Regions from separate parts of the Triticum aestivum genome. Here region 1 is linked to region 2. The links are chromatin contacts, called in public Hi-C maps. All regions are on one chromosome and are shown on one strand. Each heading gives the region's core, a stretch centred on a gene start, on an enhancer-like site or on the middle of the called end of the contact. The rest is flanking DNA. Distances are from core to core; before and after follow the strand shown.

The links. Hi-C and Micro-C count contacts between places; a contact is called where the count stands out from the background.
Region 1: a Hi-C map of leaf shows a contact between it and region 2, with 4 times the contacts expected there. The contact joins the promoter of LOC123056153 here to the promoter of LOC123146583 in region 2. A contact is called at or near these places in 3 of 5 Hi-C or Micro-C datasets (leaf and an unstated tissue).

Annotation. Positions count from the first base shown.
Region 1 is chr1A:456,774,298-456,778,145 of IWGSC CS RefSeq v2.1, reverse strand. It overlaps LOC123056153 (guanosine nucleotide diphosphate dissociation inhibitor 1), which reads right to left and starts at 1,540. Exons shown (of 13, transcript XM_044479866.1): 1 at 1,240-1,540; 2 at 503-565; 3 at 212-295. The coding sequence starts at 1,326.
Region 2 is chr1A:456,288,810-456,292,419 of IWGSC CS RefSeq v2.1, reverse strand. It overlaps LOC123146583, which reads right to left and starts at 1,560. Exons shown (of 1, transcript XM_044566097.1): 1 at 817-1,560. The coding sequence starts at 1,462. The coding sequence ends at 1,127.

The sequences.
Region 1 (3,848 bases), core at 291-2,790, 490 kb before region 2:
GGTTTCAAAGGGTGTTACACAACTCCGGTAACCATGTTTGGAAGACTATTTACTGATCATACACCAACTGTTTTCCTTATTGCTAAATCACTTGACTGCCACAAATAAGTTAGTAAATATTTTTGCAATGAAAAGAGTACATTTATTGTATACTCAGTTAATATTTGCTGCATACAGAAAGATGGATTTAATCAAAAGGGGCATGTCACACCTTTGGAACCATGTCTACATTGTAGTCTCTGCTCGCACCTAAATGCGCCGGTGGTTTTTCTTCCCCCCTGAACTTCTTCCAGAGCTGTCGACAACATATACAAACATTAAAGAGGTATAACTAAAAACAACTACAAGACTAAATCAATCATATCAACTAACAAAACAAACAGAGTAACTTTTGTTTATATACATATATTTTCAAGAAGTACCCATTGATACAATTATAACCTCATTCTAGGTAGTTGCGATCTTAACTTAAACCACTCGATAGAGACATATAGCTGCTTGCCTGGTTCAAGTTGAGGGAGGTGGAATCTCCTCCATAGTAGTCATTTCTATCCATGTGCAAAACCTGCAAAAAAAAAAAAAAGCAAAGGAGGATCCTTAGAACACATTTAGCAATATCGCCATTTTTGCACCCCTTCAGACTACAACATGTATCGAGCATCCCACCACTTTTGGATCAGCAGCATCTCACCCAATTAATACACCATAAAAGATCATGCTTCCAAAATGGGTAAGCATGTCATGCCACAACAACTCAAACCACGCCCTACCTTTTTCCTCCCTAACTGCTGTGCCCCAGCGTTGCAAAACTCATACCGGCGCCTTACAAGCATGGATCACATCTACTAGCATAAACTGAGCGAGATGCCGTCACTGCAGTTTACCTTCCGATTCAGCCACGCCCCAGCGTCCCCACCTCCACATCACTACAGGCTGCCTCCCCCAAGTCGAACGACCGGCCAAGTTTCGCAACAGTTCCTACCACGAACAACAGAGGGACACTGCGTGGCAGCGAAAACAATCGCCCATCTGCTGAAATCAGGTCCGGATCAAGCCGGGCGCCACTACCATCGCCCGATCTACTACCTGGAAGCAGCAGCAACCACCCCGCCCGCGCGCCGAGCGCGCGGGCTCCGTCGGAAAACACGCGCACGGGAGCTGACTGAGCGGCGTCACGGCAGGCAGCTGGAACGGGGAAAGGCACAGATCGATCGGTAGGGGGGAGGAGGCGGGCTTCACCTTGAGGCCGTCGACGGAGAGGAGGCCGCTGAGGATGCACTCCTTGAGCCCCGTGCCCAGCACGATCACGTCGTACTCCTCGTCCATGGCGGGCTGGCCGCGGCGATCGCGGGTAGGGGCGAGCAGAGCAGAGCAGAGCAGCGGCAGCAGATGGGAGAGGGGGGAGGCGGAGGAGTGGGGTTGAGTTGGACGCAAGCAACGGGGGCAGCTGCTAAAAGAGCGGTGGGATGGATGGATTCGGGGAGGGAGGTGCCAGGTGCGTGCGTGCGATGTCGATCCCCAGAAACACGGCACGGCGGTTATGCGTGCAGGTCCCTGGGGCGATGCTCTATTTGCGCGTACGGGTGCCTTTATCTATTGAGATTTTTTTTAGGTTTTTTTTTTTGCTTTTGGCCACGCGGAGCGTGGGGCGTGAGTGCGTGGGCGGAGTGGTCGGTCGAGCACATGACGGCACGCCGCAGAGGTAACGCACGTGGGCCGGGTTTCTGGGCTAGCTGTTCTGTAGTCTGGCGACTCTTTCTGGGCTAGGCCGATTTACATTTGAAATCCAAATCACTAACCAGGTTCGCTTTTGGTAAGCTGCGACTCAGTTGGGCATGGCTGAATAAATACAGGATAAAAACAATATTCTACACATAGTTTGGTAGGTGTACTCACACCTCCAAAGATTTCCCTCTAGTTAGGGTTTATAGTCCTCCCGGGGCGATTTTTCGCCGCCGTCGAGATCTGCATCCCCTACCTCTTCATTGATTCCTCCCGGAGCTGCTTGCGATCAGGGGAGTCCCTTGGGACGACCAAGGTCCTGGTCGGTACGGGTGGAGGAGAGGAATTAGGGTTTCCCCACAAGGCCCGAAACTTTTCGATCGGGCTAGGTTTTCGAGATGGCTTCAAGCACATCTGCGGGCGCTGCTTCCACGGGGGCGCAGGAGATCGATGAGATGGAATCAATGATGAAGGAACTAGGCCTTCGAGAGGAGGATCTAGATGATGTGGTCTTTGATGAGGAAGCTGCACCGCCTGAGGCTGCTCGATGGATGGCACTCGCTAGGGTTCATTGCACCAAAACTTGTAGTCAGTACTGGTTTTTCAAGAATATGAGGGCGGCATGGGATCTGGCCCAAGAGGTGAAGTTCAAGCCCTTGGAGAACAATCTTTACACAGTCCAATTCTCTTGTCTTGGGGATTGGGAGACGGTTACCAAGATGGTCCATGGCACTTCAGGGGGGATGCAGTCATCCTTAAACCCTATGATGGTATAGCGAAACCAACGACAGTACCACTTGATACAATAGAGATATGGGTGCAAGTGCACGATGTGCCGTCTCTTTACGCCCATCTGGTGCCTTCCCTTGCATCAAAGGTCGGTGAAGTTCTCTTTGCAGAACCCCAATCACCGGACTTCACGGGAAATTTTCACCGTGTCTGGGTTCGGATAAATGTGACGAAACCTCTGAAGAATGCAGTTTCCATGATCAGGGAGGGGAAGCGGCAGATATATAGAGTGAAATATGAAAAGCTTTCGGACTGGTGTGCTGTGTGCGGACATCTGGGGCATTTGTTTAAAGAGCATGGAGATCGGGTTCATCCACCATCAGCACTGATCTTCAAAGAATTGCGAGCTGCATGGGTTATGCGTACGGGCCAAGGTCCCGGGGCTGGTCGAGGCCGTAGAGGCGGACGCAGAGGCGGGCGCAACGGCGGCCGACTCTGCTGATGACAAGAGGGATGACAACAACAAATTCATGCCGGATGAGGATGCAGATATGGGTGAAGCTGGGCTTAGTAGGAAGAGGGGAGCAGCTCGTCATGAGGATGGAAACGATGTGGCCAAAACTATTATGCTGGTTGAGAACGAGACAAGCACCTCGGCCTCGGTGGTGCCTATTAGCCCTTCTTCGAAACAGGAGCCCAAGAGGAACAAGCAGACACCTTTGGAAAATAGCAGAAGCAGTGGGATTAATATCACCAGCAACAAAACTTATGATGCGCGGTTGGCGGGCTCCCTAGAGGAGTCGCGCCGAGCGCAATGAGTCTGCTATGTTGGAACTGCCGCGGGGCTGGCAAACCCGCGACAGTTCGAGAGCTTCGTGACCTCATGAGCCAACTTGCCCCCTCAATATTATGCATTGTTGAAACCCAGATTGAGGGCTCTCGAGTAGAGAATATGGTGGAGTCTTTAGGCTTTAATAAAACTTTTGCTGTTGATAGTCGTGGTAGAAGTGGTGGTTTAGGAATATTTTGGAATGATGAAATAAAGCTCGAAGTTATTGGTTACTCTGATTATCACATTGATGTTACGGTTGATGAGTTTCTTGATACAAAAATCAGAGCAACCTTTTGTTTATGGTGAGGCACAAGTTAACCAACGATATAAAACTTGGGATATGCTCAAAGGGATAGCGGGTTCTAGCAATCTACCCTGGGTTGTAATGGGTGATTTTAATGAAGTACTCCATGCTCATGAACATGATGGTGTTGGTAGCCGAAGCCAAGCCCAAATGGATGCCTTCCGTGATGCACTGGACACGTGCGGTCTGACAGATATCGGTTATATTGGGAGAAACTGGACTTTTGAGAGGAAAGTGTCAGGTGGATCGTTTACAAAGGTA
Region 2 (3,610 bases), core at 311-2,810:
GCTCGCCTCGCAACTCGCCATGGCCTCGCAACGGCACTCTCAACAGCATAGGGGGTGGCGGCGGTCGAGCGTTTGCAGCATCCCTTCGCTCCTCGGGTGCGAGGACCTTGAATCCAACGACGGTCTGCCTCTCGCACACCATCGGCAAATATGAGTGGTAGGAGAGAGGCGCATGGTTGGGTGCGGCTATGGAGAGGACCGCAAGGGGGGAGGGGGTGTGAGATGTGCAGTGTTCTCTGTCGAGAGAGAAAAAGGATAAGGAAAGAGAGAGCAACCAGCCGAAAGCCTGGCCGATCGGGCGTACTTAATTGTTTACCATACCTTTTTTTTAGACAAAATCGTTTACCATACATTTTCCGTTACATTTGCCTCACCCGTTGGCCTCGTTAGGCATTTTCTTGATAATGAAGAAAGTGGGCCGATGTTACAGCCTCATGGGCTTGTCGGGGGCATACACCCCACCGGAACGGCTATATAAAGAAAAATTCTCAAAAAAAAAGGCTATATAAAGAAAAAGAATCTTCTGAAATATAAAGAAAAAGGAAATATTTCTCAAAAAAGAAACATAAAGAAAGATAAACTGGAAAATCTCTTCATGTTTTGTGTGCTGTGTGCACCCTCGCAATATCTGTACTACGTACATGAGAATCACACGAATAAATTCATAATCCAGGCTTGTGGAGGATCACGGGTGGACGTGCCGAAGAAGAAGCTAATTAATTAGGTCTGATATTCGCTTGTTATGCCATGGTCCGTATCATTCTTTTAAATGATTATTATTCTTACATAGATTTCATCATAAGTGTAAGAAAAAGCAACAACGATCCAGCAATATATTTTGGTTGGAACCAACGTTTTCTGGAAAACTAAAAATAAACCAACAGAAAAGATAAACCTTTCTCAGCAATCTATCAAGCTAGGTGGTGGCTATAAGAATAACACGAGGATTTGTGAAGCAAAATTGAAACGAGAAGTATCTGTTGGTTTGCAATCTCCAACTCCAGTCATATAACGAATCACTCGTACGTATGCACAGCTTCAACCAAAACTTACACTATTGCACTTGACCCACAAAGCATGAACCAAAAGTACGCATCTACCGGACTACGGCGTACGTGTTCGGCCGTCACGCGGCGCCGGCGCCGATGCAGGCGAAGGCGCGGACGCTCCTGGCCTTGGGCAACGGCATCCGCCGGCCCGGCGAGAGCCCCACCTGGCCGGCCAGCTCCTCCAGCGACCGGTTCCGCCCGTGCGCCTGCGCCGACGCCGGGGCGGCGGCGGCGCGGAGCGGCGACCGCAGCTCCTGCTCCAGCCAGCGCCGCCTCTGGTCCGTGTCGCCGAGGTCCACGTCGTCCTCCACGTCCGCGCCCCGGTAGGCGGCGGCCCGGCTGCCGCTCCGGCGGTGCTCCTTGATGGCCTTGTAGATGAAGGGGATGAGGCCTTCCACCCGTGAGCTGCCCATGATCGCGAGAGGTGAGAGGGGTTGGTGAGGAACGATGGGTGTGTGTGGGCGGGTTCGGTTCAGCCTACTCTTGACCTCTCAGCCTCTCGGCTCTCGGGGCCGGGAGATTGGTTGGGTGGGCCATTTTATACCGACCGACCGAGCTCCTCCATCCTCAGTCCCACGCGGTTTTTTTTTTAGGGTGTCCCACGCGGATTGAAATGGTAAGCAATTAGTAGTAGTTGCACTTGCACCTTGCACGCCAATTGGAGGGAAAGAAATAGAAGGTCATCAATTCAGGCGGACGGCGCAGATCACATACATAGCATTTCTGCGTCGATCAAGACCGTCAGTTGCATGCTATTTTTTTCCAATGAATGATCTCCTAAAATAGGCTAAAATACGCACGTGTCGCCTTCTCACAACCAACGCTAATGGCAAATTCAATCCTATCCTAATACACAGCGTTATCTGTCGTCACATCACATCAACACATCGCGAGCGAAGCCCGAGTCTTTTGCGTGCGACGCCTTGCCTCTGGGTTATTTTACGGTTCGATGATGTTGCGATTTGGCGATATACACGTTTTCTAATGGCTGTGGCTTCTTAGGTATAGCAGCTGCTGAAAGTTTCGTCCGGGGTAGGAATTTGGACGGACGACTTTTGCTTTCAGATGACGTCTTGGGATTGGCCGATAACATGTCCGTTGCTTGCCGTGGCAGGTTACAGCGCACTATAAGCAGTGACCCCCCTTCTTCCCCCTTGATTAGCTGGTTAGCCGCCTACCATTACAAAACGAACTGGTCGTCAACTGAAAGTATACTGCACATGGTGGACGGAAAGAATGTTTCATGGTTGAAGGGTTACAGATGCTGACGGTATATTCTTACCCGACCGGTGGTGCCAGATGCTAAGAGCAACTCCAATGGGGCGATCCAAATAGACGGCGTATTTGTCCGCTTTTTGTCCATTTGGGTCAGCCGCCTGTTCGGCGTCCGCCCAGTTTTATATTTGGGTCGGCAATGTGCCCAACGCGCCGACCCATTTCATGTCCACATTCAACTTTTGAATTAAAAAAGGCTCGCGGCCGATCATGCCAGCGGCCATGTCTCATGCCGGCACTATGCCAGCACCGGCATACAATGTCGGTTTTAGAAAATACCATAGCTCCTGCTGGCGCACTCGCTCGCCAGCCGGCCGGCACACATGCCAGCATGCAAAAAATGGTGGGACTTGGAGTTCGACCACGCCACCGCGGCTCCCGTGGTCATGCCGGCACACCTGCCGGCATACAAAAAGATGGCCCTCGACGCCAAGATCAGTCGTCCTGAAACTTGAGCATGTCGGCCTGCATCTTCTCGAACCACGGCCTTTTCCTTGGCGACAAGGCGTTGAGATCCACCTTCATGATCTCCACCCCGGTCATCATGCTTGCAAGAGCCACTTCTTTCGCCTTTGTCTTGGCGTTGGCGGCCTCGATCTCTAGCATCTTCGCTTGCTTCTCGGCCTCGAGCTCGAACATCTTGGCTTGCTTCTCGGCGTGAAGCTCAAGCCTCCTCCTTTGGATCTCCATGAAAGCGCTCATTTGCTCTTCTTTGAAACGCCGGCACTCCTCCTCCCTTGAGTCCTTCTTATTCATCATGCCGTCCACGCTTGCGATCAAGGCGTTGGTGGCCGCATCTCGCTTGTCCTCCTTCTTGGAGTTGGTCTTCCCCCGCGGTCGTGCCGGCTCGCCCTCCCCAACATCCTCCACGGCGCCCTTCCCCCCACGTGCCTTGAGCGCGGCATATTGTGCCTTGAACTTCTCTTCGTCCTTGATGACACGATAGCAATGGGAGAGGTTGAAGCACTTGCCATTGTGTTGAACCTTGAATGCCTCCAAAGCTTGAAATGCCTACAAAATGTTTCCATGCAAGCATATGGGCAAGTGATAGCAAATGAAGACGTAAAAAAATGATCTTGATGGCACAAAAGAGGCCGACTTGCTTGCTATCATACCATGTCTTGCACGCCGATGCCGCTCACGGGGCGAGTCTTGACGCTCTCAAGGGTGGAACAAAACTTGTTGCACTCTAGTTGGATTACCCTCCACCGCTTGGAAATGGAGACCCACCCGCGCGTGCTCACAAATGGTAGGGTGGAAACTTCTTGCGCTCATGAAACTCGTGG